Linked DNA regions of Salmo salar: region 2 is linked to region 1. Evidence: chromatin contacts called from public Hi-C data. All regions are on one chromosome and are shown on one strand. The core of a region is the stretch at or near the end of the contact, and the rest is flanking DNA. Distances in the headings are between cores, read along the strand shown. Region 1 holds the start of LOC106586554 (WD repeat-containing protein 3). Region 2 holds the start of LOC106586607 (mannosidase, alpha, class 1A, member 2).

Region 1 (5,675 bases), core at 2,372-4,871:
GGCTTCCATGTCTTCTCCCTGGACCTCTTCAATGTCCACCTCTTGAACATCAGACTGAGGCCTCATCTTCACTGTCACTTTCCAACCTTGTTGAGGATGGCTCGTTGTCAGGTTCAAAAATCCTCAAATTTGCCCGGATGGCCACCAATTTTTCAACCCTTGTATTGGTCAGCCTGTTGTGAGCTTTGGTGTGTGTGTTCCCAAACAAGGACCAGCTGCGCTCTGAGGTGGCTGATGGTGGGATTTGGAGGATGATGTAGGCAACAGGGGAAAGATCCTCAGATCCACAAAGTCCCTTCCACCAGGTGGCTGATGAGATATGTTGGCACGACTGTCATACTGTATCTCCATCCCAAAGCCCTTGCTTGGAAGTGTACTTCGCCAGACTGCCAAGAACCTCGCCCTCATCCAGGCCAAGGTGGCGAGACACGGTAGTGATGACACCATAGGCCTTGTTGATCTCTGCACCAGACAGGATGCTCTTGCCAGCATACTTGGGGTCCAACATGTAAGCTGCGGCATGTATGGGCTTCAGGCAGAAGTCTTCACGCTTTTTGATGCATTTCAGAACTGCTTGGAGCAACAGTGAAGTGGGCAGGGCAGTACAGATTTCTTCTCTTACATCTGCAAGCAGAGTCTGAACATCAGACAGGATGGCATTGTCTCCATCAATCAGTGCAATGGCTACTGCTATAGGTTTCAGGAGTTTCAGGCTGCTTACCACTTTCTCCCAAAATACATCATCCAGGAGGATCCTCTTGATGGGGCTGTCCATATCGGCAGACTGTGATACAGCCATTTCTTGGAGAGACTCCTTTCCCTCCAGGAGACTGTCAAACATGATGACAACACCACCCCAATGGGTGTTGCTGGGCAGCTTCAATGTGGTGCTCTGATTCTTCTCACTTTGCTTGGTGACGTAGATTGCTGTTGTAACTTGATGACCCTTCACATACCTAGCCATTTCCTTGGCTCTTTTGTAGAGTGTATCCATTGTTCAGTGCCACAATGTCCTTGAGGAGCAGATTCAATGCATGAGTAGCACAGCAAATGGATGTGATGTGAGGGTAGGACTCCTCCACTTTAGACCAAGCAGACTTCGTGTTCGCATCATTGTCTGTCACCACCAGTGCAAATACCTCCTGTGGTCCAAGGTCATTGATGACTGCCTTCAGCTCACCTGAAATGTAGAGACCGGTGTGTCTGTTGTCCCTTGTCTGTGCTCTTGTAGAATACTGGTTGAGGGGTGGAGATGATGTAGTTAATTATTTCTTGCCCACAAACATTCGACCACGCATAAGAGAGGATTACAATACAGTCTGCTTTCTCTATGATTTGCTTGACCTTCAATTGAACTCTGTTGAACTCTGCATCCAACAAATTAGTAGATAAAGCATGTCTGGTTGGAAGGGTGTAGGCTGGGTGAAGAACATTTAGAAATCTCTTCCAATGCACATTGCCTGTGAGCATCAGAGATGAACCAGTTGCATGCACAACTCGAGCAAGACATTCATCAGCATTTCTCTGACTACGTTCCTCCATGGAGTCAAAAAAACTTCTAATTCCAGGAGGACCATGAGCAGTTGCTATTGATAAGGTGTCTGATACATCATTTTCACCTCGAATAGAAGTAGAGGGACTTTTGCCAGAGGTTGCTTGTTGTGAGCGCCGAGGGAACTTTATGCACTTGGCCAGATGATTCTGTATCTCTGCCGGGGCGGCAGGTAGCCTAGTGGTTAGACCGTTGGACTAGTAAACGAAAGGTTGCAAGATCGAATCCCTGAGCTGACAAGGTAAAAATCTGTCATTCTGCCCCTGAAAAAGGCAGTTAACCCACTGTTCCTAGGCCGTCATTGAAAATAAGAATTTGTTCTTAACTGACTTGCCTAGTTAAATAAAGGTAAAATAAATAAATAAATAAATATATATATATATATATATATATGGCACAGTATTTGCAAATGTACACAGCTTTTCCTTCTACATTAGCTGCAGTGAAATGTCTCCACACATCAGATAGTACCCGTGGTATTTTCCTGTAAAGATTAGAAAAAACGAGTAAAAATAAAAAAATACAACTCCATGTACAGATAAATAGTTAGGCAGTTAGATTAAACAACTCCTTTGTATGATGAATGTTTCAAAATGAAACATGTATGGCAACAGGTGAATTAACACTCCTCAATTAGCAGGCTCAAGCAAGCTAAAACCCACATGGTAGCAAAAACTAACTAGCAGAAATTGTTAACAAGTTAGAAATGATTTAAAAACACACTTTGCTGTAGGCTACTATTTACTAGTTAACAAAAAAAATCATGTATGTCATATAAAATATATTCACCCCACCCAGTATTGTAATCAAAACTTAACAGAAAGCATGTAGTCCTTGGCTCAGACAGTGTAGTAGTGTGGGCTCAAAAGCATCTCATTAGAGTGCATGATCTTCAGAATCAGCTGTACATGTGATGGAAGAATGCACTGCACATGTGATGGAAGAATGCACTGTGCATGCAGAGGGTTGCAATTCCATTGAATTGGGGATAGTTTAACCAAAATATGCCACAAGACCTAGAAATGCCTTATGTGTATCCGACAAAAAAAGGTTAACTGTTACATGCTAAGGTTTTTTGATGAATTTAAGCAAAATTCCCCAAATTCCAGGGCTTAACTTAATTTAATGGAAAGTTTCTGACCCTTTGCAACCCTAGCCGTCTATCAGAAAACCAGTCAGTATCTGACGTGACCACCATTTGCCTCATGCAGCGCGACATCTCCTTCGCATAGTGTTTATCAGGCTGTTGATTGTGGCCTGTGGAATGTTGTCCCACTCCTCTTTAATGGCTGTGTGAAGTTGCTGGATCTTTTATTTCAGCTCATGGAACCAACACTTTACGTGTTGCGGTTACATTTTTCTTCAGTGTAGTTCTAGACAGTAATAAATTAACCAGTTTTAAGGACTTCTGTAACCTCTAGTCTACAACCTGACAAATAAAGCCTATCACCTAAATAGCATATGACACATTTGTCAGTAGACATTTTATTATGTTTGGAATATTCTGATTGCATTTTTGGTAGGTTAGGTGGCAGTTAGAGCAAACTGGGTGAGTATGGCAAGCAAGGTCTGACTCATTACTGTTACGTCAGTACACCTAAACAGACAGGGAATTTGAATTGACCATAAGGACTCGATGAAATGCAGAATGAAGATAAAGATATACTAGTTCATTTTCATAACTTGAAAAAAGTCTATATTTGTGTTTACTGAAGCATGGTCAAACATTTCCTCGTGTTTTTGCTTGTGCCATTACTCATATGTTATTACCATTTGAACGATTAAATTGGCCCCATTTATAGGGAAAACATCAAATGAGAACATAAAATGTGTCGTCATCACCAACCATGGAGCTCGAGTTCAGCAGACCATCACATATATTACCAGTGCAGCATTTGCTTTCGTTTTACTTTGATTCGCAAATAACCTGCTAGCACGACAGCAAATAGTAGCATGTCGAAAAGGGGAAGGAAATTCAATATTTATCTAGCTAACGTTAGGTAATCAGAAGAAACATTTACACCTACCCGTTTTCCTTCGTCCACGAATATGTTTTCTCCGAGCAGGACTGAATTACAAAAAGCATCGAATGCAGGGAGTCTTCATGATTTTGTTATGATCACAAACATGGCAAAACTTGATTTGATCAAGCCAATTCCCATCGCGCAGTCACGTTTACTATAGTTTGGTGAGTTCCTGATCAGCTGATTCACTAGGAAGAACCCAAACACGCATAACAATCCCTTCCGGAATAATGCCCAGGGACGTACAATAAATCCCAACATTTGTGTAAAACGCATAGTACAGCACTCAGAGGACCTATTAGAATTGCAGCTACCGGTAAGTAAATCCTCGAGAGCATTTTCTATATTGTAGGTAAATGTATGCATTTAGATATATGGTCAAATATATGGCATAGAGCAGAGATATTTTTTTATAAAATAAACAACAACACAAGAAGCAACCCCATAAAACAGACTAATGTAATAAATACAAACACTACTTAATGTGACTGATCGATAGTTCAATTGCTATTGAACAAGATTATAAGTACAATAATCATAACAAAATATTTAAAATATACGTATTTTCTGCCTCTCTGTGTCTATGTGTTTCTGTATTTTTTTTATTTTTTAAATCAGTCTATGTGTTCGACTACAATGTGTGTTTGATTAGTAGGGTCTTCCTCGTGTGCCCAGAAGACAGAACGGGTTTCCACTAGTTACCATAGCCCCCCAAAATATATATGGATATATCGTAAAAATTCATGAAAACACAAATACGTTTTTTGGTCTTAATTTAAGGTTAGGGTTAAGCTTTCTGAAGGCTTCGGAGCTTTCACAAAATTGTGCTAAAAAACGGTTAATTACTTGGAGCTTCATTATCGGTTCACGGTGCACATTAGGGACATCTGCTGGTCAACAATAAACAGCAGTGTATGATTATGAAATATACATTTTTTTCTCTGTACTGTTTTCATCAAAACTCCGTGGCTCAGCGGTAAATCGTTGACTTTAGTAGGGCCAGTTGGAACACCAGCAGGTTTACATAATGCTTCCATGTTTTGCTTTCAGGAGGACTATTTTTCTAAAACCCAATCTATGGCATTATTTCGGATGCTTAAGACATAAGCGATACTATACTAAATAAAACGATTTATTTGAACAACAATGCAGAAAGTGTGGTTTCACATACATTTATTTTAAATAGAGTGCCTTCAACAGTATTCGACCACATTACCCTCACGTCCCTGAATGTTTCATTGTTCCCTATTCTACCTGCTAAACTACCAATTAGGTGAAATTATATTTACAAAATCTTTGTAAGTACAGTGTCCAATAGAGGTCGGTGTTTGGTTTATTGTCATGCATTTCTCGGATCGCTAGCATGATGTGTATTCTTCCTCTCTCTGATCTTTCCTACTTTTCCCCATCCCTCTCTTTCGTCAGGGCTCTGACACGGTGCTGGAGGTGTTCAGTGTGTTGCCGAGGACGAGGTGGAGAGGGTGATGGCCAAGAAGCTGAAGAGAGCCAAGAAGAAGGCCAGGTAAGTCGCAGTGGTTTTTGTGACAGCCACGGCAAAAACCAGTCTGCAGATGTAGTTCAAGTTGGGACATTCGTCAAATATGTGTGGAATCTAATTCCAATCAAACTAAATACTTCAAATATTTATATATACAGTTATGTTGATTACATTTGTGAAATATAAAGGTGAGGTGCTGCTGCCCCCTCATGTGCAGGATGCAGAGGAGGAGGACACCCCAGAGCCTGTGGTGGAGAGGAAACTGGCAAATGAGATTGTGAGACTGACCAACATCAAGGCCTCTGCCAAGATTAGGTACACTCACACACTCAATCAACCAACCAACATTTTGTGTCACTTTATATCCTAGATGGGTGGACTGCCTGCTGTGTGCGGGTGGGGAGTTGAAGGTAGCCATGCTGCTCCAGAACAACACAGTGGAGACTTACAGCCTCAAGACGACTGACAAGAACCCCACGGGCACTAAGACCTCCAGGATCACCATGGGGGACCAGGGTGCCCACACATTGGCCTTCAGCTCAGACAACATTGCTGTCCTTTCCGCCTCTCCGGGGACACTGTCAAAGTCTGGAACAGGTGG
Region 2 (5,675 bases), core at 1,008-3,507, 200 kb before region 1:
GCAGATGTTCTGAAAGAGCTGCAAAACCTGGACCCGTACAAATCAGTCTGGCTAGACTATCTGGACCCTCTCTTTCTAAAATGATCTGCCGCCATTGTTGAAACCCCTATTTACCAGTCTGTTCAACCTCTCTTTTGTATCATTCGAGATCCCTAAAGATTGGAAAGCTGCCGCGGTCATCCCCCTCTTCAAAGGGGGTGACACTCTAGACCCAAACTGTTATATACCTATATCCATCCTGCCCTGCCTTTCTAAAGTCTTCGAAAGCCAAGTTAACAAACAGATCACTGACCATTTCGAATCCCACCGTACCTTCTCCGCTATGCAATCCGGTTTCCGAGCTGGTCACGGGTGCACCTCAGCCACGCTCAAGGTACTAAACGATATCATAACCGCCATCGATAAAATACAGTACTGTGCAGCCGTCTTCATCAACCTGGCCAAGGCGTTCGACTCTGTCAATCACCGTATTCTTATCGGCAGTCTCAACAGCCTTGGTTTCTCAAATGACTGCCTCGCCTGGTTCACCAACTACTTCTCAGATAGAGTTCAGTGTGAAATCGGAGGTCCTGTTGTCCAGACCTCTGGCAGTCTCTATGGGGGTACCACAGGGTTCAATTCTCGGGCCGACTCTTTTCTCTGCATATATATCAACGATGTCGCTCTTGCTGCGCGATATTCCCTGATCCACCTCTACGCAGACGACACCATTCTGTATACTTCTGGCCCTTCTTTGGACACTGTGTTAACAAACCTCCAAACGAGCTTCAATGCCATACAACACTCCTTCTGTGGCCTCCAACTGCTCTTAAACGCTAGTAAAACTAAATGCATGCTTTTCAACCATTCGCTGCCAGCACCCGACCGCTCGACTAGCATCACTACTCTGGACGGTTCTGACTTAGAATATGTGGACAACTATAAATACCTAGGTGTCTGGCTAGACTGTAAACTCTCCTTCCAGACTCTTATTAAACATCTCCAATCCAAAATTAAATCTAGAATCGGCTTCCTATTTTGCAACAAAGCCTCCTTCACTCACGCCGCCAAACATACCCTCGTAAAACTGACTATCCTACCGATCCTCGACTTTGGTGATGTCATTTACAAAATAGCCTCAAACACTCTACTCAGCATACTGGATGCAGTCTATCACAGTGCCATCCGTTTTGGCACCAAAGCCACCCACCACTGCGACCTGTATGCTCTAGTTGGCTGGCCCTCGCTACATATTCGTCGCCAGACCCACTGGCTCCAGGTCATCTATAAGTCTTTGCTAGGTAAAGCTCCGCCTTATCTCAGCTCACTGGTCACGATAACAGCACCCACCCGTAGCACACGCTCCAGCAGGTATATCTCCTTTCCTTCCAGTTCTCTGCTGCCAATGACTGGAACGAATTGCAAAAATCGCTGAAGCCTTATATTTCCCTCACTAACTTTAAACATCAGCTATCTGAGCAGCTAACCGATCGCTGCAGCTGTTCATAGCCCATCTGTAAATAGCCCATCCAATCTACCTACCTCATCCCCATATTGTTTTTACTTACTTTTCTGCTCTTTTGCACACCAGTATTTCTACTTGCACATCATCATCTGCACATCTATCACTCCAGTGTTAATTTGCTAAATTGTAATTACTTCGCTACTATGGCCTATTTATTGCCTTACCTCTTCACACCATTTGCACACTGTATATAGACTTTTTTTTTATATTGTGTTATTGACTGTACGCTTGTTTATTCCATGTGTAACTCTGTGTTGTTGTTTGTGTCGCACTGCTTTGCTTTATCTTGGCCAGGTCGCAGTTGTAAATGAGAACTTGTTCTCAACTAGCCTACCTGGTTAAATAAAGGTGAAATAAAAATAAAATAAAAAATAGATTGTGTGTTTGTGCCATTCAGAGGGTGAATGGTCAAGACAAAATATGTAAGTTCCAGGTATGTGTCAAGAACTGCAACGCTGCTGTTTTTTTCACGCTCAACAGTTTCCGTGTGTCTCAATACTGTTCCACCATCCAAAGGACATCCGGCCAATTTGACACAACTGTGTGAAGCATTGAAGTCAGCCTTGGCCAGCATCCCTGTGAAATGCATTCTTTTTGACCAATGACATCTGATCTGATTATCAAAACACCTATTAGTGTAAAAATATCAGATATGCCAGAACACTGCTAATTTACACAGATAAGCACGTTGCAAATAGCCTTTCGAAATTGATAGACGCTCCCTAAATTTACCAGGCTGAGATTGAGGGGAGGAGCCTTCGTTCTTTGCAGCAGTGTCAACATGCCTGAACATAGACAGGGCCAGTTATCCACAACGAAAGAAGCAAAGTGGAAAGCAAAACTCCTAAAGGAAATCATAACTAGCTACCTGAAGACATGAGCACATTTCTTAAAGCGGCTATTTGGAAACTGTGGACTAGGATGCTTTTCTGTCACCGATTTCCTCAAAGGCATTATTGAGGTGATGCAGCAGCAGCAGCAGCGAAACAATCGTAACGGACCGCCTCTGATAGCTAGCTAGCTTACAGTAGCTAGCTAGGTAGATGCCTTTACAGAAAAAGGCGCAGTCTTTTGGCCAAGTCGTTTTACAAACCTCAACATATCCGAAAGAAAAGTTGCTAATATTACAATATAATATTGCGGGTGCACATGTATGTGTTTAATCAGCTAATGGTAGATAGTCAGTTTCTCCTTTAGCTAGCTAGCCATCTAGCTGTGCTAGCCAAGCCTGTCAATTCAGCGGATGAACTTGGTATTCTGTGGAGACGCCGACATCAGACGTAGGGCAGTGTGAGGAAGCTGAGAAAATATTGGGAGTATTCAACTAGCTAGCAAGACGTGGTTGATTTTAAAGGGAACATAACATTTTACCTGCGCATTTGTTTATGAAATGGTAATGGGGGAGTTTCTCGGTAATTTAACTATTAAGGCTTCATTCTTGTCGATGATGCGACAATCGCTCGGATGTTAATTTCTCACTGTTTGAAAGCTATGTATCCTGCTCAATTAGTTTACAACATTTAGTTAGTTAGGTATTAAACAATTGCTTAACTGTATTAATAGTTGTCGTTCGGTTTGATTCGTTTTTTTGTTATCCAGTTCACAACGTTAGCGTCACAACCAAACAACATGGATCAGAATGACAAAAGGATTTGCACGGTAAGATTGGTTTCTCCATGCTGATTAACTAAATATTCTTAAGTGCTACTTTGAATTATATTACAGTAACATTATTTTTAAACAATGTGTCGTCTCGCACTACATTTGTTATATCATAACTGACTAAACTCCACGGTGAAGAAGTGGAGTTTAATACCCTAGGTATATCGCTGAAGGGTGGTGGTTTTGATGGTATCACGCGCTCACGCAGGTGTTTCTGCGATCTACGTAGCTATTTTATGTAACATCTGCTAGCCTGCATACCTAGAAATATCTTTCCCTTTTCAAACCGGTTTGACACATTTATTTGCCGACACTCCTGGGGAAGTGCTTTCAATGCACTGTGCGTTCTGTATGACTTATCCTTATGGACAAACTAAGATTGTGTGCTTCATAAATATAGTACAGTTCACCCTAGTCAGAAGCATGTGCTCATGTTTTCGTAAATGTAATGACTTTTAAAAGCCTCCAGTGTATTCTGTGTGACCTTTTTTTTATGCTATTTGTCTGACTGTAAGACAGGCAGTTTTCAGGCTAATCAACCATACGATAATATCGGAGTAATGTAGCTACCTGCTATTTCCTCATTACTCTCTCCTTCAATTTCAGAATCAAACCCATACATTTACTGGTGACCAGTCACTTCACTGAGGGACCACGACACTTGATTTCTGGACACGTACTCGCCGCCACAATGAGATAATACAGCAGCAGATAATACAGCCGTGACATTTGTCCACCCTGAGTTAAATTCCACAGTCCAACATGACCACACCAGCTCTACTGCCACTGTCGGGCCGCAGGATACCCACCCTGTCACCCGGCGCCGCCTCTTTCCCACACCACAGAGCCACTCTGAGGCTCTCAGAGAAGTTTATCCTTCTCCTCATCCTCAGTGCCTTCATCACTTTATGCTTTGGAGCTTTCTTCTTCCTCCCGGACAACTCAAAACACAAGCGCTTCGACCTGGGCTTGGAAGACGTGCTGATTCCGCACATCGAGGCGCCCAAAGGAGCTAAGCATCCTGGTGGACAGGTGGTCATACATGGACAGGGGGACCATGATGAACACAGACACAGGTAAGAGATGCTGAGGACTGCGCACCTGTTGCTCCCTAAACTTTACACATGTCAGTGTGAATTAAAATGCACTACAAAAGTGCAATCTCTAAAGCAACTCCAACTAGGCTACAATTATTAGACACTGCTTTTATTTAAAAACATTTTTTAAATCTAACCTTTATTTAACTAGGCATATCAGTTAAGAACAAAATCTTATTTTCGATGATGGCCAAACCCGGATGACGCTGGGCCAATTGTGCGCCGCCCTATGACGGCTTTGAAAAAAGAGGAGCAGAGAAATCATCTATGTAGAACTCAACCGCTTATTGGGCCATCAGTAGGATTTACATAAAATAACACTGTCTGTCTGGTCCGTATCTCCAGCAAATTGTGTGACCACAGATCTTATTCAAGAGCTACCGGAGTACAGTCACATGACTCTAAAAAGCCAGGTGGGAAAGGAAAGGGAGATACCTAGTGAGTTGTGCAACTGAATGTATTCAACTGAAATGTGTCTTCTGCATTTCATACCTAGGGGTGAGGGATGGCCACTGAAACCAACACAATAAGAACTCCTGTAGCATTTATGCATCTGGGTTACTCTCAACCTTGTTCACACAGGCAGTTTAAAGCAATTCAAATCATATTTTTTTGCGTATTCAAATATGTTATTTTTCATGCAGTCTGAACAGTCAAAAAGCACATGGAATCGGATGTTTCAATGCACATTTCAAGCCACCAAAGAAGGTGGTTTGAAATCAGATACAAATCTGATTCCTGTCCATGCGACTTGTCTGAAAGGTCAAATTAGATTTATTTGACCAAGTCGTTTTTAGATTATTTGGCATATCTCGTTGCTTGCTAGCTACTCTGAATTTGACAAGAACATGTGGTAGCTGCCTAAATGACTACTGCCCCGTAGCACTCACATTGGTAGCCATGAAGTGCTTTGAAAGGTTGGTCATGGCTCACAACAGCATCCTCCCGGATACCCTAGACCCACTCCAATTCGCATACCGCCCGAACAGATCCACAGATGACGCAATCTCAGTCGCACTCTACTGTACACTGCCCTTTCCCACCTGGACAAAAGGAACACCTATGTGAGAATGCTGTTCATTGACTGCAGCTCAGAGTTCAACACCATAGTGCCCACAAAGCTCATCACTAAGCTAAGGACTCTGGGACTAAACACTTCCCTCTGCAACTGGATCCTGGACTTCCTGATGGGCCACTCCCGGTGGTAAGGGTAGGCAACAACGCATCTGCTACGCTGCTCCTCAACACTGGGGCCCCTCAGGGCTGTGCTTCGTCCCCTTCTGTACTCCCTGTTCACCCACAACTGCGTGGCCAAACACGACTCCAACACCGTCATTAAGTTTGCTGACGACACAACAGTGCTAGGCCTGATCACCGACAACGATGAGACGGCCTATAGGGAGGAGGTCAGA

What was found. A called contact is a pair of places that touch in the nucleus more often than the background predicts.
Region 2: a Hi-C map of muscle shows a contact between it and region 1, with 9 times the contacts expected there. The contact joins the promoter of LOC106586607 here to the promoter of LOC106586554 in region 1. A contact is called at or near these places in 3 of 3 Hi-C or Micro-C datasets (blood, gill and muscle).

The regions. Positions count from the first base shown.
Region 1 is chrssa25:31,740,477-31,746,151 of Ssal_v3.1, reverse strand. It overlaps LOC106586554 (WD repeat-containing protein 3), which reads left to right and starts at 3,621. Exons shown (of 20, transcript XM_045707433.1): 1 at 3,621-3,892; 2 at 5,002-5,098; 3 at 5,292-5,351; 4 at 5,445-5,640; 5 at 5,643-5,671. The coding sequence starts at 5,061. It overlaps LOC106586605 (ganglioside-induced differentiation-associated protein 2), which reads right to left and starts at 3,836. Exons shown (of 13, transcript XM_014174068.2): 1 at 3,580-3,836.
Region 2 is chrssa25:31,939,059-31,944,733 of Ssal_v3.1, reverse strand. It overlaps LOC106586607 (mannosidase, alpha, class 1A, member 2), which reads left to right and starts at 2,257. Exons shown (of 15, transcript XM_014174073.2): 1 at 2,257-2,465; 2 at 3,104-3,163; 3 at 3,773-4,242. The coding sequence starts at 3,929.